Linked DNA regions of Mus musculus: regions 1, 2, 4, 5, 6 and 7 are each linked to region 3. A link is a contact called in public ChIA-PET, Hi-C, HiChIP or PLAC-seq and promoter capture Hi-C data. All regions are on one chromosome and are shown on one strand. The core of a region is the stretch at or near the end of the contact, and the rest is flanking DNA. Distances in the headings are between cores, read along the strand shown. Region 1 holds the start of Dlx1 (distal-less homeobox 1). Region 2 holds the start of Hat1 (histone aminotransferase 1). Region 3 holds the start of Tlk1 (tousled-like kinase 1). Region 4 holds the start of Dlx2 (distal-less homeobox 2). Region 5 overlaps Itga6 (integrin alpha 6). Region 6 holds the start of Metap1d (methionyl aminopeptidase type 1D (mitochondrial)). Region 7 holds the start of Itga6 (integrin alpha 6).

What was found. Promoter capture Hi-C pulls out the DNA fragments that hold promoters and counts their contacts. A called contact is a pair of places that touch in the nucleus more often than the background predicts. ChIA-PET counts read pairs in DNA pulled down with a chosen protein or histone mark. HiChIP or PLAC-seq counts read pairs in DNA pulled down with a chosen protein or histone mark. Capture Hi-C pulls out chosen DNA fragments and counts their contacts.
Region 1: a promoter capture Hi-C map of adipose tissue shows a contact between it and region 3, with 4 times the contacts expected there. The contact joins the promoter of Dlx1 here to the promoter of Tlk1 in region 3. A contact is called at or near these places in 2 of 39 promoter capture datasets (neutrophils and pre-B cells), 1 of 484 Hi-C or Micro-C datasets (embryonic stem cells) and 1 of 9 other capture datasets (adipose tissue).
Region 2: a Hi-C map of B cells shows a contact between it and region 3, with 10 read pairs. The contact joins the promoter of Hat1 here to the promoter of Tlk1 in region 3. A contact is called at or near these places in 3 of 39 promoter capture datasets (the C10 cell line, erythroid cells and pre-B cells), 2 of 484 Hi-C or Micro-C datasets (B cells and cardiomyocytes) and 3 of 115 datasets of contacts at active chromatin or transcription factors (effector CD8 T cells, large pre-B cells and memory CD8 T cells).
Region 4: a contact with region 3 is called in an RNA polymerase II ChIA-PET map of memory CD8 T cells, with 13 read pairs. The contact joins the promoter of Dlx2 here to the promoter of Tlk1 in region 3. A contact is called at or near these places in 3 of 39 promoter capture datasets (the HPC-7 cell line, neutrophils and pre-B cells) and 2 of 115 datasets of contacts at active chromatin or transcription factors (memory CD8 T cells and pro-B cells).
Region 5: a promoter capture Hi-C map of pre-B cells shows a contact between it and region 3, with 5 times the contacts expected there. The contact joins the enhancer-like site here to the promoter of Tlk1 in region 3. A contact is called at or near these places in 5 of 39 promoter capture datasets (the 3T3-L1 cell line, the HPC-7 cell line, hippocampal neurons and 1 more), 3 of 115 datasets of contacts at active chromatin or transcription factors (bone marrow-derived macrophages, embryonic limb bud and large pre-B cells) and 1 of 9 other capture datasets (liver).
Region 6: a promoter capture Hi-C map of the C10 cell line shows a contact between it and region 3. The contact joins the promoter of Metap1d here to the promoter of Tlk1 in region 3. A contact is called at or near these places in 5 of 39 promoter capture datasets (the C10 cell line, cranial neural crest, erythroid cells and 2 more) and 1 of 115 datasets of contacts at active chromatin or transcription factors (bone marrow-derived macrophages).
Region 7: an H3K4me3 HiChIP or PLAC-seq map of bone marrow-derived macrophages shows a contact between it and region 3, with 8 times the contacts expected there. The contact joins the promoter of Itga6 here to the promoter of Tlk1 in region 3. A contact is called at or near these places in 2 of 39 promoter capture datasets (3T3-L1-derived adipocytes and pre-B cells) and 1 of 115 datasets of contacts at active chromatin or transcription factors (bone marrow-derived macrophages).

The regions. Positions count from the first base shown.
Region 1 is chr2:71,528,056-71,532,004 of GRCm38.p6, reverse strand. It overlaps Dlx1 (distal-less homeobox 1), which reads right to left and starts at 2,560. Exons shown (of 3, transcript NM_010053.2): 1 at 1,699-2,560; 2 at 849-1,048. The coding sequence starts at 2,011. It also overlaps Dlx1as.
Region 2 is chr2:71,387,134-71,390,928 of GRCm38.p6, reverse strand. Hat1 (histone aminotransferase 1) reads right to left here and starts at 1,669. Exons shown (of 11, transcript NM_026115.4): 1 at 1,625-1,669; 2 at 931-1,026. The coding sequence starts at 1,631.
Region 3 is chr2:70,823,035-70,826,826 of GRCm38.p6, reverse strand. Tlk1 (tousled-like kinase 1) reads left to right here and starts at 1,347. Exons shown (of 20, transcript NM_172664.3): 1 at 1,347-1,634. The coding sequence starts at 1,496.
Region 4 is chr2:71,544,754-71,548,775 of GRCm38.p6, reverse strand. Dlx2 (distal-less homeobox 2) reads left to right here and starts at 2,022. Exons shown (of 3, transcript NM_010054.2): 1 at 2,022-2,792; 2 at 3,208-3,392; 3 at 3,852-4,022. The coding sequence starts at 2,384.
Region 5 is chr2:71,812,136-71,815,868 of GRCm38.p6, reverse strand. The region is part of intron 1 of Itga6 (integrin alpha 6); the gene reads right to left. Among named protein-coding and RNA genes, the nearest start is that of Itga6, 27 kb to the right of the region's middle. Within about 2 kb of position 1,663, at least 203 of the 459 cell types and tissues checked have an H3K27ac peak or open chromatin away from gene starts, as enhancers often do. A contact at or near this core is called in the HPC-7 cell line, bone marrow-derived macrophages, liver and 1 more, where this site is marked.
Region 6 is chr2:71,450,702-71,454,654 of GRCm38.p6, reverse strand. Metap1d (methionyl aminopeptidase type 1D (mitochondrial)) reads right to left here and starts at 1,317. Exons shown (of 10, transcript NM_025633.3): 1 at 1,257-1,317. The coding sequence starts at 1,296.
Region 7 is chr2:71,784,949-71,788,677 of GRCm38.p6, reverse strand. Itga6 (integrin alpha 6) reads right to left here and starts at 1,739. Exons shown (of 26, transcript NM_008397.4): 1 at 1,358-1,739. The coding sequence starts at 1,539.

The DNA of each region.
Region 1 (3,949 bases), core at 1,311-3,810, 700 kb before region 3:
AGGCCTTGGCTTGCAAATGAGACGATGCCACCTGGGCGACGTTTATGGAAGACCTCATGCAGCACAATGCAATAACAATAAAGAAAATTTAAAACCTAGATAGGAACGGGGTGGGGGGCGGGGGCATTTGTTAAAATTAGATCTCCTTTCCTCGTAGGACTATTGGAAGAGGCTACAGCGTCTTTGTTAAACTCTTTAGACTCAAACCAATTCTCCCCCCCACCCCCAACGGTGTATTTGCTTTCCCCAGCTCCAACCTAAATCTAGAGACAGACTGGCCCTCGTTCGAATGCCTAGGAACTGCCCAGGGTCTTAGAGAAGTGCAGGAAGAAAAAAGAAAAATCTCACTTTTTTTTTCCCCCTTCTTCTTAAGGATCTGGAACTTGGGAAGTGAAGGGCCAGAGGGAAGGATCTGCCTCTGCCACCTCGCAAGAAGAAGGAGGTGGGGGAAGCAGGCTTAGGCCCAGGACCTGAGTGATTAGTGGCACACTTTAAAGGCTAAGGAAGATTAAATCCCCCTTCTATTGTTCCAGTTGTTCAGGCACGTGTGACCTCAGAACCTCCAAACAAAACGTCTGGGGAAATCCTTCCAGTTCCCTGCCTGGTCAGAAGACCAGGTAGCCTGCAGGTCAGAGAGTAGGGTCCGAGCTAGGGCAAACAGTTTGAGGGAGGAAGAGGAGACGCTGAAAGTCAGAGGTGGATACACACACACACACACACACACACACACACACACGGGTTGGGGGGCGGACTGTGACACCTAGAACCAGAGGCCCAGCGAACAAAAAATGTGAAGCCTGGGGCTGGAGCCCAGCTCCCGAGGCTTGTTTGGCAGAGCGGCCAGGTACCTGCGTCTGTGTGAGTCCCAAGGAGGCCGCCAGCTCCGCCCTCTCAGGCAGAGCTAAGTACTGAGTTTGTTGGAACCTCCGGTTCAAAGCCTGCAACTGCAAACTGGAATAAATTGTCCTGGGTTTACGGATCTTTTTCCCTTTGCCGTTAAAGCGCACCTCGCCGCCTTCCACCACCGTACTCTTCTCGGAGTCCGCCCCTGGAGGGACAACAGAAGCAGAGACCCTTGTTAATGCTGCACTGCCTTTAGTGAGGAGGGACGAGAATGAATGTCTATGGATGGGTTGGCAGAAGTAGGGTCCGGAAAAGAACGTTCAAGAAACCCTGAAAGACTGCGAAGGTCCCTCAAGGTCCGAGCGCACGTCCCTGGCTGCTGCAGACAGAATTGGGTCGTTCCCAAGAGCGCAGCTATTGCCTTTGCAGAGAAAGTTTGCTATTTTTTGCAGGCGGTAGTTGAGGTTTAATTACCCTTAATTGCATACATTGTTTATAGCGCTACGCAATAAATAATTACCGAGACTAATACGTGCACATGTGGGTTTCTGTTTTCCAGCAGGGCATTGTGTGCTCGGCGCACCGAGCGGCCCAGAGGCCCAGCCAGTGCCAGGAGACGCGCTCGGATTTATCCTTTGCTGGACAGTTGTAAATTGAATTGACTTATAATTTTTTTCTTTTCAGTGACAAGGATCCACAGATTGATATCCGAAACCTCTACTACTTCCGCGCTTTCCCCACCCCCACCCACCTCTCTACCCCACACTCTCTTGTCTTTTCTCTTTCCCCCTCCCCTTCTCCCCCTCTCTCCTATTCTCCTTCCCTTCTCTCCTTGTCCCTGGCAAGCGCACGTACCTGGGTCCTCCAGGCGGCTCTGGGCGAGGCTGGCGCTGCCGGGGTAGGACTGCACGGAACTGATGTAGGGGCTGGACGCGTGGCTGCTGACCGAGTTGACGTAGGGGTAGCCCAGCGGTCGGGAGAAGGATGAGGCCGAACTGTAGGCACCGTCGGGCTGCGAATGGCCCGCCGAGTGTAAACAGTGCATGGAGTAGTGCCCGTGGGACATGGGAGAAGGAGACATTTGCTGGTTGGGCGGCCCAAACTCCATAAACACAGCCTTGCCCGACACGGGGCTGTTGAGACTTTCTGGCATGGTGGTCATGGTCATCTCTTCTCGCGGGGTCTGGGTGTGGGTCTTTCTCTCCTCTGCTTCCCTTTTGGGGGTCTCTATGTTTCTCAGGACAGGAAGGAACCCAATTTAAGCGGAACAGGGGTTTTCACTTTCCATTCATAAGAAAATGGAGTTTGTCTCTTTGAAAAGTCTAAGCATGATGCTGCCGAGCTCCCCAAACTCGGTTCAAAGCTTTGACTCAGCCAAGGTCATAAATATTCATGAGCTGGTGGAGCTGATTGGTCGGCTCTCTTGCATAATCACCGGGGATTGGTCCGAGAAGCTCGGGCTCGGCTGGACTAGAGCGGGCGACGCGGCCCGGCCTGGGGAGAATCCGGTCCACACGTCCCGGCCGGGGCTCCTCTGCAACAGAGCGCGCGGAGCGGGACGCACAATGGGCTGCGGCGTCCGCGCAGGAACCTCGAAGGCGCGCGACTCCAGCCTCCCGCCTCCCTCGCGCGCTTCCCGCCCCAGAAACCAACCAGCCGCGCCCTGCCGTCGCCCTCCCCCTTGCTGTCCCCACCCTTCGCCCGCCCCCAACGCCTGGGACCCCGGACCACTTCTTCTTGAGGTCACCTAGTCCGGTGCGGAGCGCCGCTCCAGAGTCCGGCCGCGGTCTCTGGATCGCGGAGTCGCGCACTGGGCGACAACCCAGGTAGCCTGCAGCCAGCGGTCCTTCTGAGCGTCTTGTGCCTAGCTCAGCGCGCTCCAGGCCGCGCCTCCCAGGTTGGGGTTCTCTCGGCCACATCCCGGGGATCTGGGTTTGGGGGCCCTCTGGCCCAACTCACTCACTCGGCCGCCGCCCCGCCGTTGCCACCGTTCCCAGGGGCTTGCTCGCATCTCTCCAGGCCCAGCTGGCCACTCCAGCTCGAGGCTGCACGGGTCTGATCAAAGCAGTGCGCGTGGAGAGCCAGGAACCCACGCTTCTCCACCCAGGAAAGGCGGCCGCACCGCCTCCCCCCTCCTTTCCCTCCCAACCTTCCTGCCTCCCCCTCCCCTCTCCACTCCCCCTGAGCCACGAGCCCCGGGCTCACTCGCCCCGAGGGCGCGGCTCAGCGTGGAGTCCTGAGGGCCCGCAGTCGCCTGGTGGCTGGTGCATCGAACTCCTGCCAGGTGGTCATTTTCCGACCTCCTGGGGTCTGGCCAGAGTACTTGGGGTTTGGGAGTCCTAGGGAGACACCGACACCCTCAGCAAATCCTGATCAGTGGTAGGCTTGAATATTTGTGTTTAGATATGCCCCTCTCTGTCGCCCGATCTCTTCCTCACCTCCAGTGGCCAAAGCTGGAGCCTCCGGGCCCGGGGGTGAGGTGGGGAAGCTGGTGAAGGAAAGAGCTGCCAAAGCGCGCTGTCTACCATCTGGGTGCAAGTGTTGAAAAGTGCACAAAAGATTCTCTCGCACTCCACCCCCCCACTACTACCACACACCACCTCGCGTGGCGCAAACTACGCTGGTTGCTAGGGACTGTTGGTTCCCAATCCCGCCAGCCCCACGATGAATCCCAAATTACTTTGTTAGGTAATTAGAAAGTGTTGATAATTATTTCTTTCATAATTTAGCGGTGTGACGGGGACCGGGGGAAATGATCTTGTGAAAGTTCACACGTGCACACGTATTAGTTACTGATTCATTTGATTAAATGGTAGTCTCAAGTGCTCAGATCCGCAGCTGAAGGCGCCCCATTAGCATAACACTGATGTTTAATTTTCATACGCATAATTAGCCATATATTTAACACTAATAGCAACATGCAGCCTTTCAGCGTTAAACAGCCCGGGGATTTGATCTGGCCTGAGCTGAACCTGCGCCGCGGCACCTTCCCCTATCTGGAGTGCACAGTGATCACAGGGAGACCTCTGTAATCAAGCACATTTTGGCAGAGGGAACACCAATAAAAATGAACATTCAAAACAAATTACATCGGTGATGTCGTTAC
Region 2 (3,795 bases), core at 420-2,919, 560 kb before region 3:
CACATGGTGGGAATCTGATGTCCTCTTCTGGTATTCATGAAGATAGAGAAAGCACTTATGAACATAAAATACATTTAAATTTTTTTTCCAAACCAAAGTTGTTATATCATTTTAGATATAATACCAGCAACCCATGAATTTCCACATCCTAACCAACAGCTGTTATTATCATATTTGCAATTTTTTTTAAAAAGATTTATTTATTATATCTAAGTACACTGTAGCTGTCTTCAGACACACCAGAAGAGGGCATCCGATCTCATCATAGATGTTTGTGAGTCACCATGTAGTTTCTAGGATTTGAACTCAAGACCTCCGGAAGAACAGTCAGTGCTCTTACCAGTCCTGCTCCCTGGGGCCTGAAGATTGATTGATTGAATGATTATATGTAAGTACGAGCACCAGAAGAGAGCATCAGATCTCATTACAGATGGTTGTAAGCCACCATGTGGTTGCTGGGATTTGAACTCAGGACCTCTGGAAAAACAGTCAATGATCTTAACAGCTGAGCCATCTCTCCATCCCCCATTTGCAATTTTTTCCCCCGAGACAGGGTTTCTCTGTATAGCTCTGGCTGTCCTAGAACTCACTCTGTAGACCAAGGCTGGCCTCGAACTCAGAAATCCGCCTGCCTCTGCCTCCCAAGTGCTGGGATTAAAGGCATGCGGCACCACTGCCTGGTGTATTTGCAATTTTTAAGATGAGATCACATATACTTTCTGCCACACTATCTTTCACTTTCTTATCACTATCTTTCCCCTACCCCTTCTACCGCATGAACTTAGAGAACTGCCTAAAATCTCCATGTCCAGTCAACGCAGAAAGTACCTGTTACGTAATCGTCTTAACCTCAAGCTGTGTTTCCTATTTTAAAGGCTCTGTTAAATACAGGGCTGCACACACAGAACTCCTCTGAAAGGAAATACGCACCTAGTTTCAGCTCGATTGCTGTGTTGGTGTTACACTTGTACTCTGCTAGTTTCTTCTCCACGGCACTCTTATACTCCACCAGAAATTTCTCCAAGGCTAGAAACGAATAAAGCACAGCAAGAGGATTCTACTACACACAGCACAGAAGTTCCATTCTAAGTGACAAGTTGGGCAGTGTAAAAACGACTTTCTCAAAGGACATCTAAAAAAACAATGATCTCAGGAATCCTGAAGGGTTATGAGACCCTGAGTGTGCCCTGAACCAGGGCAGGGCAGCAGCACCGCGCTCGCTCAGAAGTTGGCTGGGAGGGAGGTGGGCAGGGCCCTGGAGAGGATCAGCTGGCGGGAACTGGACCTAATGGGTTACATTAGGGCGACAGTGAGCAAAGGGGAACGAGGGGGTGAAAGGCTCCGAGGCAGACCGCGCTCCACCAGACCAAACTGAGCGCCTTGCCTGAGCTCAAGGCCCGGGAGGCCCACGGGAGGCGCCGAGCGTCAGCACCGGGGGCGGTGGCGCCGAGCGCGGCCCACCGGGAGCCAGTCCCCGACCCTCAGTGCCTCGCGGAAGGGAGAGGCCTTCTGGAACCTCTGCTAGAGCCCGAAAGTTCCAGGCGGCCACTGTCACGGCCGCCTCAACGTTCTTCCCCAGAAGCACCCGCCTCCTCCCCTTGCTAAACTTTTCCCGGGAACTTACCCGCCATTTCCGAGCTCCGAGCGCCCGCAGCTGAGGAAGGACAAATCAACCCGCGCGCTCCCGGGCCGGAAGTGACCGCAAGGACTTACGCGTTTCCCCCGCCCATCCTCGGCGAGCCACGAACCAATGAGAGGGAGAAGGTCCAGGCGCGCGGCGGCGGAAGTGCCTCAGGAGGCGGGGCTAGCACCGTGAGAAGGCGCCCGCGGTTGCCTAGCCACCGCACGTGAGGATGCCCTCACCCCATGTCTTCGGCGTCCCAGCCTGTGCGGCTTGCTGGCCACTAGAGACTTGCTTAGAAATTAATGTGAATTCTCAAACAGCTTAAGGCGATTGTCCTTCCCATCTTTTGGCCCGAACGCAAGTTTTTCTGTGGGGGTTTCATTTCGAAGTTTTTAAACTTTTTGATTCAACTTTGCCATAACCCATTTTAAAAGGTTCCTCTGAATTTTATTCGTATTTTGGAGCTGGGTGACCAATTCAGAGTCATACTTATGGTAGACATAAGGCTCTGCCACTAACCCATTATAGACTTTCTTTGTGCTCCCAAATTGAAAAATAGTGCCATATTAAAGAACTCAGGGACCCAAAATGGAAGACTCCCGAAAGCTGTGCTCTGATTACATGCTAGCGTGCACAACTATTAAAAGTAAAATTTAGAAATATACCTGCTTTTGCTCTTAAGTTTTCTGGACAACCATTTAGCTCACTAAAAGTGGTTACTAACACTACCTCAAGTGGCTTGATTTAGTTGGACTTGTATGAGGTCCTAGTGGCTTGAACTAATCATAGGATACTACCCATTTTTAATCATGGGCCTTATTATTTAGTTGCTTTTGGATTTTTTTTTTTCTCCCAGAGGATAATTTGCTATTTACCTCTACGATGGTATTCAAATACCAGACTCCCTGGTGTCAACACATTTGCTGATACGCTTTAAAATGATGCATGCCGTATGGAAAGTTGATCTTTGGTATATCGGGTCTCTCTAGAAAAGAAGGAACCAATGGAATGAACATATATTAAAAGATGACTTACCACCTTGGCTTATGTGGTACACTTGGAGAGGCCAGACAGTGGTTGTCTCACAGCAAATGCTGAAAACCTGGTGGTCAGTCCTCAAAGCTAGGAGCCTCAGCCCAATCTGCCTGTGAAGACCTGAGGGACTCCTGGAGAACTGTTGGGTCTCTGCCTAGCAAGGTTCTAATACCAGCGCTTGAGAAGGCTAGGCTGACTCCATGACAGGCTTCAAATTGGCAGTTAAGGAGGTTAGGCCTAAATCTCTTACCAAGACCTGGGCAAGTCCAGGCAAGTCCAGGCCTCCGAAGCCGGCCCGCCACCTGTCTGGCCACCTGTCTGGCCCGAGGCAAGGACAATGGGTCAGCAGCAGTTTCCAGGCCTCCCCCAACAAGTTTACAGCCTCTCTACCCCGGCAATGGAATGTCAGTAGAGATGGACCCAACAGATTATCATAGAGGTCACCTACCCCAGAACTCCCTAATGTGCTTTAAATCAGGCCTCTGAGCTCACTTGGGTGTCTCTCTACCTGGGTCATGGGAGACCCAGCTTGCTAGACTTCTGCAGAATTCAACACTCTTTGTGGTTACATACTATTGGAGTCCAGGGTGACATCCTTCAGCAAATCATGGACCCTTACACACCAAAAAGGTCAATGAACTCTCCAGTGAGAATGAAGGTTAAGGAGGCAAGTTAGCAAAGCTTTCTTTCTGCCTTTTACCTGGGCCATTACCAGAAGGTGCTGCTCACACTTAAAGTGAGTCTTCTCCCATCAATTAAGATGATCAAGGCAATCCCCAGCAAACATGCTCACACTAATATAGGTTTGTGTGGGTCATATATGTATGTGTTATATAGTATATATGTGTATATATGTATGTAGTATGTAATACATATATGCATGTATGTGTGTATATAAACATTTATATGTGTGTATTTTGTTCTATGCCATGGTGACAGTTAAAACTAACCATCACACGTGGTGAAATAGTCTAGAATTAATATGCTCTCTAGTATTAGAGATAAAAAAAATATATAGCTAAAGTGATAGATTGTGCCTAAGCTCATTGCACCCGGGAGTCTGAGGCAGGAACATCAACTCATCAGTTTGAGGTTAACCTGAACTGTGATTGAGAAGAATCTGCCAAAAGAAGAGG
Region 3 (3,792 bases), core at 98-2,597:
GAAGAAAACATTACGATGAGAAATGCAAAGTCATAAAAATAAAAAATAGAAATGACATTTTGGTCCCCCTGGTAATCATGTCATTTCCTTATGCCTGCACAGTTGCTCTATAGCATAATCATTTTAGTGTTCTATTCAATTTGGTTTAAAGAGAGCAGTAACCTTGTCGTATTTTTCCTGGACTACCAGACTTGCTCTTTTATGAACAAGATGGCCAATCGCTGGTGTGTGTACGTGGGTGTGCAGAAAGCTATGCTCTATCTATAAATTTTAGCAAATGCTGTAATTTGTTTTGGGAATTCGTCGTCAATACTCAACAGCGGCACCAGAAACTGGAAATTTCTAGAAACTATACCTTCTTCAAGATGAACACTATAGTTTTTTTGTTTTTTGTGTTTTTTACTGTGAATTCAGTAGTCAACATTTTCTATTTAGATTTTCCACTTCTGTGAAAACAAAGAACAAACAGCTATACCACACACTCAGGCTACCCCACCGGTAGGGTTTCTCAATTCTTTTGGTAGATTGTTTTAAGGAAAGTTTTATTTTCTTAGGTTCTTTTTTTTTTAATTCCGTGACTACTCCTGTTTTGCAGATGGATAAGTGCACACTGCTCTTTCTTTCTTTTTCTTTCTTTCTTTCTTTCTTTCTTTCTTTCTTTCTTTCTTTCTTTCTTTCTTTCTTTCTTTCTTTCTTTCTTTCTTTCTTTCTCCTTCTTCTCCTTCTTCTCTTTCTTCTTTTTCTCCTGAAGGGCAAGAAGCAACTCTCAACTTTTCAGTTCCATTTTGAGACTCCGGAGCCAGGCGAGAGCAGAGGCGTCTCGGGCAGGCTGGGTGTGGGGCGCGCTTCGGAGCAGGCGCGCCGCGGCGAGGGGGAGGCAGGTGGCAGCGGGGGCGCGCCTCCCTCCGGCCGGCTCCGCGCACGCGACTCGCCGCTCCGCGCCGCGCCGCGGGCCCCGCGCCTCCCAGCGCGCTCGCGCCCTCCCCGCCCTCGCCCCGCCCGGGCAGGGCCCTCCCCCCTCCCCCCTGCCGGCCCCGCGGCCGCCGCCGCCGCCGCTGCTACCGGAGGCGCAGGAGCCTCGCGATAGTGTTTGCATTGGCGGCGCGTGACGCCGCCGCCGCCGCCGCCCGTAACTGATGCAGAGGTTACCCCGCCGCCTCAGCCGCCACCCACCGCCCGCCACCGCCCGGGCGACGCCGGGGCCCGACGCACTGCAGAGGTGCCGGCAGGTTCCGCCCGCGGAAGTGGCCTCGGTCGGCGCGGCCCGCGCTCCGCCCGCGCTCCGGCCCCGGCCCCGCGGCCCCGGCCACTCGCCTCCCCTCGGCGCTACCCTCCCCGCCCGCCCTCCGCCCGGCGCGCTCCCTCGGCGGCGCGGCGCTCCCCTCCCAGCCCTCGCGCCCGCGCTCGCCCTCAGCGCGGCCCCCGCCATGACGGAGGCGGGTGCCGGTGCCGCCGCCGTCGCAGGGGGGGAGTCGGGCTCCCAGAAAGTAGCTTGATGAGTGTCCAAAGTAGCAGTGGAAGTTTGGAGGGGCCGCCATCTTGGTCCCGGCTCTCCACGTCTCCAACCCCGGGCTCGGCGGCGGCGGCCAGGTCCCTGCTGAATCACACGCCGCCATCCGGGAGGCCCAGGGAAGGTAAGCGCCGCCGCGCCCTCCCGCGGGCTCCCTCGGCCCGCGCGGACCCCGGGCTGGGGTGGGGGGTGGCGGTTCGCGGGCGGGAGGCCTGCCCTGGCTCCCTGAGCCTCCTGGCCTCGGGGCTCGGGTGGGTTTGCCCTCGCGGTGCAGCCTCGGCGCGCGAGCCCCCTCCCCTAGCCCGCACTCCTCCCATAGAGGCGGTCCCCGCGCCGCAAGCCGGGCCGCCGGGACCGGTTAAGATGCCCCTCGCCCGCCTCCCGCATGCTCTGGGCTGCCTCGGATCCGAGTCGGATCCCCATCGCGGCCCCTAGAGCGATCCCAACGGCAGACCGACTCGTGGGCAAGGCTGCTCGTGCCACCCCCCCCCCCCCCCCAGATGGTTGCAACTTTCCTTCCTTCGCCATCGGCTCCTGCATGTTTGAACGTTATGCTCGTGGGTTGCAAGTACGCTCGTGTTCCTTTCTGCCCAAGGGTGGTGGGCTTTTTTTTTTTTTTTTTTGGTGGAAATTCCTGCTTGAAGGTTTCTGCAAAACACGCACTGAGATCGGTTACAATTGTTTTCTAAGTTTTCTGGCTCCTTGCATGCAAGTGTTCTGCCACCAGATGTAGCAGTCACACAGCTAGTAAGGCACCTAGTGCTTTTGACTAAAAAATGAACTTGCTGCCTTTAACTTTAAGTATACTCCATAAAATGGAATTCGGGAGAACACTCCTTTACCAGGGAAGAATAAATTTGCATCGGATCTCTTTTAACGCCCTTTTGTCTGGAAAATGCGAAGTCGTATTCGTTAGCAATCGGTAAATGGGCTGTTCGCTCCCGGTTGTCTCGCACAAGGAGATTATCAGCACCTTTAAAAAAAAGAAGAAAACGTTTGAAAGTCCAGCAGTCTAGTAAGCCTTGTAAAGAAATTCAGAGCTTCGGTTTATGAGTCGTTCGGATTATTGTATTTTGAAAATATGTCTATATTTATTATCCATAGCTTTGGTAATTGCTAATCAAATGTTTCTTGCCCGGATCCAGTGGTTGAGGCATAGCATTCTTTGTCATTTTGTTCCCGTGAGCATGTGTGAAAGTGACAATAGGCTCAAAGATTGACGTGAATATGCTCTAGAAAATTCATGGGAAGATTTGATTTATGGCATCCATTAAACATGCCGAATACGTTGACAGACATTTTCCCCTTTCATCTCACCCTGACACTGATTTTTCATTAAAAGAAATAAGAGCTTATTTATTGAATGACTTAAATTAATAATCTGAGTTTTTCCTTCTGTTCTTGAAAGTTTATGTACATGTATAAGCTTGAAAATTTGTAAGTTTAAAATTTAAAGTGTGTGTTGTAAATAGGGCAGTTGGTGCTTGTAGCTTGCTTGTTTCCACTTTGTAGTTTCATTACGATGTCTAATGGTAGTATGAGTTTTGAAAGATTATCGTGGTTTCTAGAGTACTATACCTTTGAAAAATAATTCCTCATTGATTTCTCAAGTGTTTATTGAGCCATTACTATGAGCCAGGACCCGTATGTGATAATCTGCTGAATACATGGTGTTGGTTTAACAGTTGACTTCTGTTATCAGTCCTGGGAATTTGGCAGGCACCAAATTCAGATGGAGTTTCTAAGGAAGGTCAGCCCTAGCTGACCGTCTTAGGTGTGCCGTTCTGCACCCTTCCTGATGATGAAATGTTCTGAATGGTTGGAATAACTTAATTCAAACTTCCAAATAACCAGAAATCCTGCTCCCCTCCCTCAGCAGCTTTTTTTTTTTTTTTTTTTTTTAAATGGGTTTTGTTTTTTGTTGTTAACCTAAAATAGTGAGTCTTAGTTAATACTTGAAATTCTGGGATATAGTCTTGTGAGTTACACTTGACAACAAAGTTTCCATCCTTTTCTCCTTTCCCCTTGAGTCTTATAGTGGACCACTGCTGTATTACAGGGCTACACCCCAGCCCTCATAATTATTAGGTCATTTATTTTTTATTAACCATGTAAATTAAAACTGTTAACCGTCCTCCACCCCTATTCATTTTGAGGCTTGGCACCATGTCTTTAAATTTTACCATTGCCAGAGGAATGATAAAATTATCTGTTGGAAGCCCCCCAAGGATCAAGATGGAGAAGTTTATCATTGAGTAGAGTCCCCTTTTTTGTTACAGGTG
Region 4 (4,022 bases), core at 773-3,272, 720 kb before region 3:
TTTACACTGTTTCTGGGGATTGAGAAAGAAATAGAATGCAGAAAACTTTCCACCACCAGTATGCCTTCAGGACAGGCTTGATTGGCAACAAAGGGGCAGAGAAAGCGCAATCAGATTTTTAATTCTGATTCTGATTTTTAATTTTAATTTTGATTGGTTTTTTTCCTTTTATTAGGGCAAAACAGCTACTCGTGTGGTGTCAGAGCACAGGGACTTGAAATCGAGTCGCTAAAAGGCAATCTGGATTAAAAACCTTGAGATACCGTTGATGCACATAAAAGGGGCAGGAAGCAGTTTAAAGTCAATACAGTAGGGAGGGTCTGGTCTGGTGCAGGCGAGTCCCACCAGGGAGCGTTTCTAATAAAACTCATTCTTCCCCATTCTCTAGGCCTTCCTTAGCCAAGTGGCTGAGAACTAAATCCAGGCAGACTGGAAGGCGCATTACCTGCCTCATTATTCCGCTGTGTGAATGCTGGAGTTTTAATTACACACTTGCTTTTTCTGGGGAAGACCAAAGATCGTATTTTTTAAAGTATCAACTTGTTTTCCATTAGGCAGTTGTTGTAACAAGTTCTTTCAGTGACATGTTATGTCTTTAGGAAGGGATGCTTCAGATGGCGCGCACTAGCACAATTTTGTGGCTTTTAATTACTATTTTGTTCTTTTGGGGGGTTTCAGAGGCTGGCGCCTGGGCGTGATTAGACTGTCTACCAGGCCTGTAACAACCTCCTACACTGTCCACCAGGTGGCGCCACAAAGCAGGCGCTACCGCAATCTTCAAACTTGAGAGTCCATCACTGCGCTGAGTCCATCCATCACCCTTCTTTTGAAAATCCCAACCACCAGAGAGGGGAACTCATCACTTGGAAAAGAAAGAAAGAAAGAAAGAAAGAAAGAAAGAAAGAAAGAAAGAAAGAAAGAAAGAAAGAAAGAAAGAAAGAAAGAAAGAAAGAAAGAAAGAGAGAGAGAGAGAGAGAGAGAGGAAGGAAGGAAGGAAGAAAGAAAGAAAGAAAGAAAGAAAGAAAGAAAGAAAGAAAGAAAGAAAGAAAGAAAGAAAGAAAGAAGAAAAATAAAAATAAAGAAAGAAACCTAGAGAAAGAAATTACAACAGTGGAGTAAGATCCTAGAACACGAAAATGTAAAATAAAGTAGACAAAATAAAACTTCTTATATTTATTGTTTATATCAAGAAAACGTGTGATAATGAATCTTGATAAATCTCTAATATTACTTCAGTATCTCTTTTTTTTTTTCATTCCCCTTTTCATAAAAACACCAATGCAAACGACTTTGAAGGCTGTCTAGTCTGGCCTACCTTTCCCAAGGAGGGAACCTCAGAATCAGTTTCCAGCTAGTGGCTCAGATGTGCGTCATTACTAGAGACCTTTATGTGTATGAGGAAAAGTGATTTCAAATACATTACTAGTAATAATACCTTTGGGCTTATAGAGCTCTTCTCTCAAGCAAAAAGGAAAAACGTTAAACATTATCCAATTAATTGTCGTAATATCTCTGTGGGTAGTTTGGGAAGCATAGGTTATTATACGCGGTTTATGGATAATTTAAATCAATTGCCCGTCAGGTGCAAAGTGGCTGACAAGAGTAGTGCGAGCCAGGCACCTCGAGGAAAAGTATCTGGAGAAAAAGGAGACAGAGCTGGCTCGGCCCTCTTCCTGGCTTTATTTGATTAAGGCGAAGTTGGACAAGAGATGTAAATCGTTAGACTTGGCTCTTGAAAGCAGAGTAAGGTGGGAGACCCCATTTCTTTCCCGGAGCCTTATGTCCTGTTGCGGGCCATCCCGCACCCTATCCAGCTCCAGATCGGGTACCCACTTTCTGCAGTGCTTGTACACGCACCCACCGCGGCCGCCTTGCCCGCCACGTGACACGCGGGTCCCGGGGCCGCCCGGTCGCGGACTCCCGGCGCCCCGCGGCTCATTCCTTCTGATTGGCTGTTGCTAGGTGACGTTGCCCGCGGTCACGTGATAAGTGTTAAATGCCCACCCTGCAGGAGCCTGCCCGGCAGACAATCGTAAAGCTGCTCGGGGGTCGCTCACCTGCTCCCGCCTCCTGGAGCCCCTACCGGGTCTGACCGCTCTTGCCCCCTCCATTGCCCGCCCCCCGCCCGAGCCGGGCCAGGAGCCGAGAGGTCCGAGAGGCCCGGGAAGGATGCGGCCAGCAGCTGCGGTCCCGAGCCACGCACGGTGATCGCCTCCTCCAGGGGAGGAGGCGCCTAGACCGTAGCCTCATTTCTTGTTTTCCTCTCCCTCCCCCTCCCCGTAATTACATTGGTTGCTGGAAGGGACCCGGAGAGATAGACAGAGGAGGCGCCTCGCATCCCCCTCTCGCCCGCCACCCGTGCTCTTTCCTGTCCCGGGTCAGGATGACTGGAGTCTTTGACAGTCTGGTGGCTGATATGCACTCGACCCAGATCACCGCCTCCAGCACGTACCACCAGCACCAGCAGCCCCCGAGCGGTGCGGGCGCCGGCCCTGGCGGCAACAGCAACAGCAGCAGCAGCAACAGCAGCCTGCACAAGCCCCAGGAGTCGCCAACCCTCCCGGTGTCCACGGCTACGGACAGCAGCTACTACACCAACCAGCAGCACCCGGCGGGCGGCGGCGGCGGGGGGGCCTCGCCCTACGCGCACATGGGCTCCTACCAGTACCACGCCAGCGGCCTCAACAATGTCTCCTACTCCGCCAAAAGCAGCTACGACCTGGGCTACACCGCCGCGTACACCTCCTACGCGCCCTACGGCACCAGTTCGTCTCCGGTCAACAACGAGCCGGGTAAGCATCGCAAGCATCTAGGGTGCCCAAGTCACGGGGAGGGACCGGGTAAGCATGGGGTGGGGGGCAGTCCGGAGCTCTAGCCTTGCACTCTGTGCATCTCTTGCTCCCGCCCTGAACTCTGCCCAATCTCCAACTGCACGCGAATCGCAGTTTCTGCCTCTCCACGCTCCGGGGGACAGAGTCGGTGGGCGGTTGGGCCAGTTGGCATGCTGTGGGTAGCGCATAGCTTTGCTGCCCGCCTCTTCTTTCTCTCTTGCACAGCTCCCCCGGGTCCCTTGCAGGGTTCCGTGGCCAGGCCAGTCGGCGCGTGCTGAAGTTGGGAAGGCCTCCTCAAGTCTCTAAAGGCCTCCGCTCCGAACTTTAGGACCGCGGGGTTGGACGGTGGGTGCTCACCACTCACTTTTCGTTGCAGACAAGGAAGACCTTGAGCCTGAAATCCGAATAGTGAACGGGAAGCCAAAGAAAGTCCGGAAACCACGCACCATCTACTCCAGTTTCCAGCTGGCGGCCCTTCAACGACGCTTCCAGAAGACCCAGTATCTGGCCCTGCCAGAGCGAGCCGAGCTGGCGGCGTCCCTGGGCCTCACCCAAACTCAGGTGAGCAAGGTGGGAGATGGCCTGCTTTCTCTAGGAAGCGGGCACGTCCGGAACAACTTTTCAAAAGTATATTTTCACCTGTGCTTTTTTATTCCGGGCAAAGTAAACTTCTAGGCCCAATGCTTAAAACAAACAAACAAACAAAATAAGAAATTTTTTTCAAAGGGGGCAGCCGCATGGGAGGAAAGAAAATGACCCGGGTGGACAGAAATCCCACACTACAACGCCTTTCCACTCGCTGCTGCTAAAGCGGGTTCCATAACTGACCTGACACCGCACTACCCAGAACCTTGGTCACATACTTAGAGCTCATCCATCAGCATTTTGAGATCCCCCCAATGTAGCTAGAAGCAGCGGAGGCCCAGAGCCCAGGTCTGCTCGCCCGCCGTCTCCACTCCACCAACCTCCTGCCCAGGTTCCTGTACTAAAGCTCAGGGCTTTTCCTTTTTTTCTACAAAGGTCAAAATCTGGTTCCAGAACCGCCGATCCAAGTTCAAGAAGATGTGGAAAAGCGGCGAGATACCCACCGAGCAGCACCCTGGAGCCAGCGCTTCTCCTCCTTGTGCCTCCCCGCCGGTCTCGGCGCCAGCATCCTGGGACTTCGGCGCGCCGCAGCGGATGGCTGGCGGC
Region 5 (3,733 bases), core at 414-2,913, 990 kb before region 3:
TGGTCGTAATGTTTTGGGCAGGAATAGAAACCCTGACTAAGACAGGTATCCTCCAGGGAACACTTTGACTACACCTAGCTTTGCAACACTGTATCTACAGATTAAGAATCCAACTCTTGCCCATGTCACAATTAATCTCTTCCCTTTTTCTTTTTCTTCAGCTCTATTGAGGATATAGTTGACAAGGAGAATCTCCATCTATTTAAAGTGCAACACGTGATGTTCTGTCTCATGGGTACATGATACAAGCTCCCCCATATCAACCAGTCTCCCACAAAGGCTGAGAAATGAAGTGGCAGCTGTGGGTGGGACATTCCTCTTCTCTCCACCCCAGACTTTCCCCAAGGAGTGGCTCCTAATCCCAACTCATGATCGGCAGGCAGCGGAGAGCTTTCACTTCATTAGCAGAGGGGCTGGCTGGTCACGTGGTTTACAACCTCTAGGGTAAGAAACAAACAATACAAGAGACAGAAAGAAAGAACACACACCGGACCACACAGAGAAGTGGAAACCAGAGCTTTGAGGTATGGGCTGGAGATGGAAAGCCAGCTGGGAACAAACAATAAACCCTCTGAAGGGAGCAAAGTGCACTGGGAAGCCTGCAGGGTCAGGTGCAAAAGGAACAACAAAAACCAACGCTAGCTAACATCAGCAAAGTGCACTGGGAAGCCTGCAGGGTCAGGTGCAAAATGAACAACAAAAACCAACTCTAGCTAACATCCCCACTACCTCTTCCTTGCTGGGATGGATCCCAGTTAAAAAGTAAATACACTAACGGCTATGCTGCTGCAGGTGCAACAGGGGGAAGGGGATCACATCTGCCCAGGAGAAACAGGAGCATGACGATGGCTTCCATGGGGACAGTGGCTGCCCTTCCTACCAGACAGATAACCCATCTCCTCACCTGAGGCAGTTCGCACTGCCCACTTCTAGTTCCAAGTCTACATTGGAAATGATGAACCCGCACACACCAAAGCAACGGAACTGAAGTGGAGACTTAGGGAAGCAATTGCCCCCCGGGTCCCCAAATTTATCAATCAATAGGGGGTATAGAGAAGCCAGGGTGCAGGGGTCTGCATAGGCCCACCAGGTATCCAAGTAACACTGTCCCTGCAGGAGCTCACAATACCTGAGAGACGAGGTGGCCTAGAATGTGCAGAGAATGGGTTTTGATGCTTGGCAGATGTGGGATGGACCCTGTGCTGGGGTGGCTAGAGAAACAAACAATGAGCTGAACCATGAGTAAACAGAAGCTAAGGAGCCTGCACCCTCCCATTTGATAGGAAATCGAGGCCTTGACAGAGATTAATTATGAGGCCTCTGGACCTCACAGCCAGGTGCCAGGCAGGACAAAGATTACCTAGAAACAGTGTCCCTGTCCCTGCGTAATGAATGCTCCCCAAGAAACAAAACTGAACAACTAAAACGTTTAGCACAAAAGCCAGCCTATAACAATGACACACTGAAATAAAAACCACTGGCATACTGACAGATTTAAGTCTGACTCCCAGCAGGCGAAGGGAAAAAGAACCCAGGCCCAATGGTGGGTAAAGGTAACCAACTGCCAAGAGGAGACTCAAAGGGCAGCTCCGACAGCCTAGACAGCTTTCCCTCCTCTAACCACTTCCTCTTACACACACCCAAGGAGGCTGCTAAGGGTGGCAGGCTACTTCCTGTTTACCAAGCTCCTCCTACAGCCAATTACTGCTTCAACAAGTACTGCCCCAGGATGCATAAGGGACGGCCTCCCAGGTAGCTTCCATCTCCTAAAACTCCAGTGTGGCTCCACCTGATCCAGAAGTAGCTAGCTCAGAAAAGGACTGGGAGGGAGAGGGCAAGTGCTTTGTAGAGAGAGTGCTACCAGGAAATGACAGCAGAAGAGACCTAGGAGGGACAGCAGAGAACAGGCAAGACTGGCTTTGCTTCCAAGGGAGGAGCTAGAGCAGTGGGTCTCAACACTCCTAATGCCACCACCCTTTAGTACGGTTCCTCATGTTATGGTGACCCCCAACCATAACATTATCTTTGTTGCTACTTCATAACTGTAATTCTGCTACTGTTATGAAACATAATGTAAATATCTGATATTTGAACCTAGTGAAAGAAAGGGTTGTTTGACCCCTGAAGGGGTCACGACCCACAAGTTAAGAAGCACTGAGATAGCCGCCGTAGGAGACTGGAGTCTGGTGATTTGGTAAGTGGAGTTGAAGATGGACAGACAGCCTGGTGAGAAGACAGGCTCAGGGGAGAGAGGTAGGAGAGGAGGCCCGCAGAGCCTAAGGATGCAGCCATCTCTTGAGCCTTTCTGGGTCCCTACATGGGATAGGCACTTCAAAGGTTTCCAGCAACATGAACAAGCTGTGCAGAGGCTGGAGGGATGACTCAGTGGTTAGTGCACCTGCCTGTTCTTTCCCAGAGGAGCAAAGTTCGGAGTCCAGCATCATCAAGTCTAATGCCTATAACTCCAAAGCCCTTTTCTGGCTTCCGCGGGCGGGGGGGGGGGGGGGGGCGTGCACGCGGGCTCTCTCTCTCTCTCTCTCTCTCTCTCTCTCTCTCTCTCGCGCACGCACGCACACACACACACACACACACACACACACACACACGTTTAAACAATAACAGACTGTGGAGGTTACTCCATGCACAGCCACAGGTCTTCAGAGCCAAGGGCTTTCTCCAACCCTTCTCTCCTCCATCCCCGGTGGGGCACAGGCATTGGACAGAGAAGGAAGTGGCGGACTGCATAGAATAAAGGAAGGAGCCAGGTTGTCAGGCATAAAGACAATGTTAAGAGGCATACATCTATAAAGGATAATGCCAGTTGAAAGGGTGCCTACCCCAGACTCTGCCCACACGGCTTCTTAAGCATCCTGTTTCCATTTCAGATACCTTCTGGGAGGGAGGGAAGAGGATCCACACCGGCTGCAGGAGTGGGTGGCTACAAAAGGGAATGGCCTGCCAGCAGAGGGCGCCTGTTGCACCACTCTGCATTTCAAGGCTATACTGCGAGCTAATCCAATACAACGGCAGGTCCCAGAAACAGATGAATAAAGTCACCCCAACACTCAGCAACCATTGGGGACCCATTTCTCACAGTTACCCTGGTTCAGAGATTAGCAAAAAGGCTCTTAATCTCACTTGGAATCAGCTTTATATACAGTCACAGTCCATTAGTTCAAGCTATGTCTGTGAAGAACAAATAAATGAGCAAAACTAGACCAGTATGCAAACAAGGACACCGGGGACAACCGTCTACTTCTAATCTAAGTCATTTTAGGTCATGGTGTAGGTTAAATGCTAGGCACACATTGATTCTTGAGCTGCCAGGTGCTTGTAGGTTCTGGAAGAATAGCCCATTTCAACCAACCCCTCAAAACGCGTGCCAAAATCTGGCTTTTGTATAAATCCAAAGCTTCCTCCCGGTTCCTCACAGGAAGGGCTGGGCGCCTGGCTGCCCAGACGGGTTTAGTAAGGGAACCAGGTGCTCTGTGTGCATTACTGCTCTGTGGGCACCAAGTCAACTCCAAGGACCAGGGCTGCAGGTATGCCACTGTCTCTCTGCTGCTGCCATACTCTCAAGACTCTGTCTCTCTGTCTCTGTGTGTATGTCCCTCTCTCTCAGAGACATCTGTCTGTCTGTCTGTCTGTGTGTCTCTCTCCCTCTCCCAGAGACAGGGTTTCCCTGTGTAGTGCCAGGCTGTCCTAGAACTCAGAGCTCCACCTATCTCTGCCT
Region 6 (3,953 bases), core at 68-2,567, 630 kb before region 3:
AAAGGCTAAAAAAAGAAAATCTAATCTTCACATGAACAAGTTGTATTAAATGTACAAGATCATTCAAGTGATGAGAAGTTCTGGGTACACACAGAATGACCAGAGTCATCTTTGCCAAAAACCTCTAAGATATGTAGCACTATATTTTGAGTGCTTTGGAAAATATGGGCATTTCATAAAAACTGAATATTTTATTTCACAAAGCCGTGAATCGTGTATGTCATTCTCTGTATGTATTATATTAGATACACATATACACACAAATATAACTACACAAATATATGAGTATCTGATTTCACAAAGGGGGGGCTGTATTGAGCTAAACTGGGCTGGTGAGATGGTTCAGTGGGTAAAGCCTGAACCAAGCCTCATGGTCTGAAAAACAGATAATGGGAGAACTCCCACAAGTTCTCCTATGACCCTGTGACCTTTGTATGCACACCTTGGCACCTGTTTGAGCATACACCAGACAAACAAATATATGTAATTTTAATGTCCTACAACTTGCTTTTTCCAAATATTCCAAATAATATATTTTTGTGGACACCATTCCATGTCAACGTCAAACTTTTTTACACACCCTTAGATACACACAAATAAGTTGGTATCTGACTTCACAAAAGGGGATTGTATTAAGTTAAGCTGGACTGGTGAGATGGCTCGGAAGGTATATAATACGTGCTGAGTATTGCTCTGAAAATATTTACCTCCTAAAACCGTTCCTATGTGCCTGGCACTTAAATTGTATCTAAAGTCGTTGGTGTTCCTTTTTTTTTTTTTCGTCCTTCTTGAACCTATTTTTGAGTTCTTGCTAGCAAAGAATCCGAACCTAGTACTAATTCAACAACGATTCGCCGGAAACGCATCTGTTTGGAATGCCCCTGACATCGTTAGCTCTCCTAAGTCATCATGACTGTCATCACCTTTTACAAGTTTCTCAAAAAGGCATGCCAATCCAACAGCTCTAAACCGAGTGTTCCGGCGCATTTCACCGTCGTCGCTGGTAGATACGTCTGCAACACTAACCACACAAGTAAAGAGAGGGAAGAAAACTTCAGGTAACGACCCACAAATCTCAAGAACTAAGCACTCAAGCAACATGGTAAGAAGAGGACAAACGTGTGTCTGTTTCTGCAGCGTGCCAACGTGTATGGTATACGCGGGTCCGACTGAAAGTACGCACGTGCGTACCAAGCCCACGCGCGGACGTGTCTCTGGGCGCGTAGCCCTGGAGCGGTCGTATGCCGATCGCTTACCTCCACGGACGAGCAGGGGGACGCCGATGGGCGCCGCCATGTTGGCTCCGGTCACGTGGCCAAGAGAGCCTCGCAGCTCCGCCCACTGGAGTAGCCGCGCTCTCAAAGCCCAGAAGCGCTGAAGCAGTGGGAGGCGAGTGCGCGCGCGCGCGTGAGCTGGCTTGCAGGAGCCCGGGCTAGCGAGTGCCTCTGGTGTCGAGGCCAGCAGCTCCGTCTGCGGCCAGCTCGCTTCCACCAGGAGAGGCTGGCTCCGGCCGCAGTTCTCTCTCTGAGCTTCCAGACCCATCAGGGATGGAAGAAAGTCGTCATGTAAGTGTAGCCTCCAGTATTTATAGAATCACCATTTTGGTGCATGGATACGTGAAGTTGGGCGAGAGGAAAAAAAAAACAAACAAACAAACACAATTTAGTGTGCAACAAAGCACTTTCATCGCCTTTCATTCGGTTACAAATCATTTCCAGGCAACTAGTTGAAAAAGTTGGATCAGTTTGATCAGCTTCCCTTTGCAATGTTAGAATATTAATTACTCAGCAGAGACTCCAGAATAGAATAGTTGGGACACCTATGTGGCCCTGTGGGTATCTTCACAGGATTTCTCCTTCCCTGATGACACTTCCTGCTTGGCAGTATTAACTGCTGTTATCCCTAAATTAGATATTTAAAGAATGACGCATGTCAGCTTGCATAGCCCCTATGTCAAGGCAAGTGAGGCAGCCGCTGTACCTTCGATGATACTGTTGCCCGATTTCACCAGGTTCTGTGCCTCTTGCCCTTGTTTTGCGGTGGAGTCCAGACGCTCATGGACCAGGTGTTATCCATCTTGGTAGCTTCCTGTGCTCAACACAGACCATGATACCCCAAGATGTGTATGGTGAAAGAACCCAAACTGTAGTGTAGCAGTTTCTGGACTTTGAATGCAGTCGAGATCGATAAGGATTCCTTGTGAATATGTGGATGTCTTCTCATTGATTTTAAAGAATCCACATGCGGGCTGGAGAGATGGCTCGGCGGTTAAGAACACTTAGGACTCTTCCTGAGTTCAATTCCCAGCAACCACATGGTGGCTCACAACCATCTTTAATAGAACCTGATGCCCTCCTCTTGTGTGTCTGAAGATAGCTACACTGTACTACATATATAAAATAAAAAATAAAAGAGTCCACATGCTCAACTGGCACACCTTTAACCTCAGGAGGCAGAGTTCAACTCATCACAAACCTCAAATCGGAGAACACTTAATCCAAGGGTATTCTTTTTGTTTGAGAATATCATACACACATAGAATGTGTTTTTGTCTAATACACTCCCAGCACCACCACGCGCCCCCATCCTTCTCCTCCAACTCCTGCTCATCCCTTCCACCACATTTCCCTTTCAACTTCATGTGCTTTTATTTTAACACACTGAGTCCATCTACTGCCAGTATGCACATGAATGTAGGGCCATCTACTGGAGCACGGGGATCCTTTCAGGGGCAGAAACCCTGGAGAAAACTGACCACCCTCATCCCCTCAGTAGCTCTGTCAATTGTCAGCTATGAATGGGACTTTGTGTCCTTGTCCCAATCTATGTTGAGATCTCGGCTAGCTAGGTCTTGTGCGTGTAGTGACAGCCATTATGAATCCATGTGTGCCTTGGTCCTGTTTCATCCAGAAAACACTTCCACAGAGGTCACCCTGTACCTCTGGCCCTTAGAATCTTTTCATAGCTCCCCTCTTAGGAGATCATCCCCTGAACCTTGGAGTTAGGGAATGTGTGTGTGTGTGTGTGTGTGTGTGTGTGTGTGTATGTGTGTATGTGTGTGTGTGTGTGTGTGTGTGTGTATGTGTGTATGTGTGTGTGTGTTTGTGTGTGTGTGTGTATGTGTGTGTGTGTGTGTGTGTGTGTGTGTGAGAGAGAGAGAGAGAGAGAGAGAGAGACAGACAGACAGACAGACAGAGAGACAGAGAGAGGGTATAGATAGAGATAGATAAAGAGATAGATATTGATCTAGATAGAGATATATCTCCCATTTAGGGATGAGCACAGTCTATTAATCTTGCACATTGGCCAGTTGTCAGTCTTTATATTAATCTCCATCTACTTCAAAAAGAAGTTTCTCTCAGGAAGATTAAGAAACACACAGATGTATGGGTATAAAGATAAGACCTTAGGGTGCAGCTCAATACCATGTCCATTTAGGAGAGTCAACATGGTGGTTCACCACCTCCATGGGTACTAGGAACACAGTTGGTACATAGACACTGGAAAGTGACATAAAAGGACACATGACATTGACTTCTGGAATGCATACACATGCTTGTGCTTATGTGCATATATACACTGTTCACATAAAAGACTTGCTGGGTGCCAGGTGTGGTGGCACATGCCTTTAATCCCAGTACTCAGGAGGCAGAGGCAGGAGTATTTCTGAATTCGAGGCCAGCCTGGTCTACAGAGTGAGTTCCAGGACAGCCAGGGCTACACAGAGAAACCCTGTCTCAAAAGCAAAAAAAAAAAAAAAAAAAAAAAAGACTTGCAGGGCATGGTGGTGTACACCTTTAATCCTACTTGGGAGGCAGAGGCAGACAGACCTCTGTGTGCTCAAGGTTACCTGATCTACAATAGTTAGTTACAGGCCATCCAAAGGGCACACAATGAGATCCTGTCTAAAACAAAACAGAACAAAACAAAACAACATGACTTGTCTATGATTA
Region 7 (3,729 bases), core at 490-2,989, 960 kb before region 3:
TGTGTTTCTCGAATAGTGTTTGAGATTTGAAATGTCATCCTCTTGAGTTGACAAACAAACAAACAAACCCTCTCACTTCAGATTTACAGCTGACCAACAATTATTTTCGGGAGAATGCCACGCCTGCAGAGTCAGACCCCCTCCCTGCCCGGGACTATCCCACCCACAATAGACTTCTGCTTCACCTAGCAGGTGGTATCAGAAAAATCTGACCTTAAGATTTTGAAGTCCACAATATGCACAAACCCCAAAGTTGTTAAATATCCGAAAAGGGAGTTTTCTCCAGTTTAAAATAATTCTGGCCTCTCCTTTCCCCTTGGCTGCACTCTGTTCTCTCCGGTCTGCTGGTCCTGGAAGGACCTGGGTTCAACTCAAGACCTGGGCGGGGAGGAGGACCTTTTGTTGTGGGAATGAGCATGGATCAAGAATTTAACCCCACTGCGACTGGGCGACTAAGCTCCAGAAAATCTTCCCCAATCAAAGAACTGGGTCATGTGGGAGCCAACACTGTTTAAAAGGCAGAGCCAGTCGCTTTCTCCTGGAAGAAACACTTGGGAGGATGACTGTCACTTCCGAACCTTCTTTTCTAAGTCCCTCCTAGAAGGGGCACTTTGCTCTAACTCCTCCGTGAGGCCCACCCAGCACTGGGGCCGGAGGATCCTTGAGTGCTGCTGATCTATCAGGGAGCTGGGAGGGGGAGCTAGCACACCGACTCGAAGAAGCCTGTTTTCACAGCTGAGCTAGTCCTGAGGAACAGGTGCTTTTTAAGAAGCATGTTAAAGTATCTCCTGCAGGAGAGCCCACTCTGCAGGGAAAGTCATACGGGACAGCGAAAAGTGGCTTCCCAACTTCCACGCGGCGCGCGAACGAGGGAGGGGACCGGACGGTCGGAGAGTTGGAGAAAGGCCTGCATTTCCCTGGAAGACTTCCCGCAACCCTGTGTCCCATCACTGTCCCTAGTGCACACGTGAAGCTCAGCAAAGCGTGCCACCTGCCGGGGTCCCTGCAAACTAAGCCCGAAGTGGAGAACCGCGGAAAGCACTTCAGGGGAGGGGGAAAGTCAAGTATCCCGGGGCCGGGCCCGGGGTTTGTCCCTTCGGCTCTCCTCACTCCCGGGAGGCGCCGTGTGCAGGGCGCGGCGGGCCCGGATCTCTCAAGTCTTGGGCCGAAGAAGTGCGAGCGGGCAGGGCAGGGCAGGGCAGGGCAAGGTAGGGAAGGCCAGGGCAGAGCAGAGCCGAGCTGGGCTAGCCCACGGATAGGCTCTGGGCACGCGGGACGGGCGGCAGCAGGGCGCGCCCTCGTTCTCCCTGGCGCAGCGCGGCGCCCCGGTGGGGATGGGAAGAGTCGGGGAACTCACAGCCGCTTGTCCTCCGGCTGCAACTGCCAGTGCATGGCGAGCGAGAAGCCGAAGAGGCTCCCGGGATCCCCCGATTTCCGGATCACGTTGTCCTCGCGGGTGTCCAGGTTGAAGGCTGTACCCAGCCGGGCTAGAAGCCCCGCGGACAGGTAGAGCAGGCACAACTGGCCCGCGACCGCCATGGGCGCGCGCGGTGGGAGGGACCCGCGGAGCTGCTGCGGCCTCTGTGCGCGCGGGCTCGGGGCCGGGGCCGGGCTGCCTGGCGCGCCGCTGCGGCCACTTGGCCTCGGTCGCCCCTGCGCGCGGCCCCACCCCCGGCCGGCTCACGCTCACTGTGCGGCCGCTCCCCCACGCCCGCAGCTAGCTGCTGCTCAATGAGCCCGTTGTTCTCTGGAGACTCTCAAGCGTTTTATCGAGTGACCGGGACTCCGGCCCCGCCCCGCCCCGCCCCGCCCCTCCCGAGGCCCCGCCCGCCACACGCACCTTCCCTGCCGGCCCCGCCCCGCAGCGGCGCACCCGCCGCAGCCCTCCCACCTTCCCGCCACCTGCCCGGAAGCGTCCCGGAGCTTGGCAAGACTAGCCAGGCTTTTTTTCTACCTGTCACTGAACTGCGGGCCTCATAGGGCTGACTTGCAAAGACATCCGTTCTCCAAGGGTTCAAGACGCGCCTAAGTATGCCCAGCTCTTGGGGTTGGCTTGATGTTGCATACTCGCTGGCTCCCCAGGGACCCAAACGTCGAAAACGTTGCTGTGCTACTTAAAAACACACTGTTTCATTCAGGCCTAGGAAGCGGGCTTCTCTGTGCTGATGAGTTTTGGTTTTTTTTTTAAAAAAAAAAAAAAGAAAGAAAGAAAAGAAAAGAAAAGAAAAGAAAAGAAAAGAAAAGAAAAGAAAAAAGTCAACTCAGATTTTTGTGGGAAGATCTCTAGGTAGGGAACACTGAGTCCTTCTATCTTGGGCCCTGGAGTTTAGCTATTGTCCCCTTTTCTTACCCTAAGTTTCCTAGTCTAGTTAGAACTGCATAGATAGAGACAGCTAGAGGTCCGTGTGGGTGGCTTGAAGGCTTGAGTCTCGCGGGCATAGGGTGGGGCTTTCCAGCGAGGTGTTGGCTTTTGAGGCATGTTTATTTTAGGATAGAAAAACTTGCTTCAGGGACGCTCAGAACTTGGTTGAGAACAAACAATATACATTTTAGTGAACCATTTTTTATTATCCTCTGACATTTAGATTAGCATGTTTTCTCTTATGAATGTAGACAGTAAACCACAAAGGCAGGAGACTGTACCAACAACCCAATTATCAGTAGAAAATACTGTTTTATCCAGAAAAGTTGGTTGTTGCAGATGTTTCAAATTACAGTTGTTATTAGGTAGCTACTCTGCTAGATCTCGATGTATGTCAATAAAGAAGCAATTTATTACTATAGAAAAAAATGTTAACATTTTGACATATGTTAATATAATCGATTTTCTTCTTAAAAACATGTATGTTGTGCATAGGGTCTTGGTTTTCAGTAACTTACTGAACGGGCCTTGTTCTACCCTGTCTCCTATCGATGTAATTTAATATTTTAACCAAAAGCCACCTGAGGAGAAAAGAGTTTGTTTTATCTTACATTTCCAGATAATAGAACTCAGGACGGGAACCTGGAGCAGAGACCATGGATAAAAACTGCTTAGTGGTGTGCTCCCTCTAGTTGTGTTGAGCCAACTCTCTATACAAGTCAGGACCAACTGCCCAGAGCTGGGTAACAATCACAGTGGGCTGTACACTCCTGATGCTGGAAAGGGCCTTTCCATGGAACCTAACAGGCATGCATAGGAAATAGAAGCAGGGTGCAGTCCCAAGGGAGACCCAAAGCGTCCTTCTACATCTGTACCAAGAGAACAGCTGGAGCTACTCAGAGAAGCTATGTGAATATCACGTGTGGTCTTCACAGGTGGCAGCAGCTGCCAGAGTGAGTCCCCAGCAGATGTGCCACTTCCCAAACAACTAGTAATCTCACATCTTGCCCTGGGTGAGGTATAATGGATCTAAATGCACACGAGATCTTGAAGATCACACGGTTTGAACAAGCGCTTCTGAAGGACATTGAGAAACTGTTAGAAATGACTGTCTAGTGAGGTAGAAAATATCAGCAGTGTGATTTTTAGTGGGTGTCACTCACAACCGTTTTCTTCTTTCATGTATGGCAACCACTATCCCTGAAAGACAGGTCCAATTGATGATGGTTGGACATAAGGAACCTCAAGGTCATTGTTACCTTCTTGATTTCAATCCTCAAGTTGACATTTAAACATTTAATCGCAAGGTAGTTCTCAGCCAGGAGCCAGTGATGTAGCTGCCATGTTGCTGAAATACTTCTGAACTG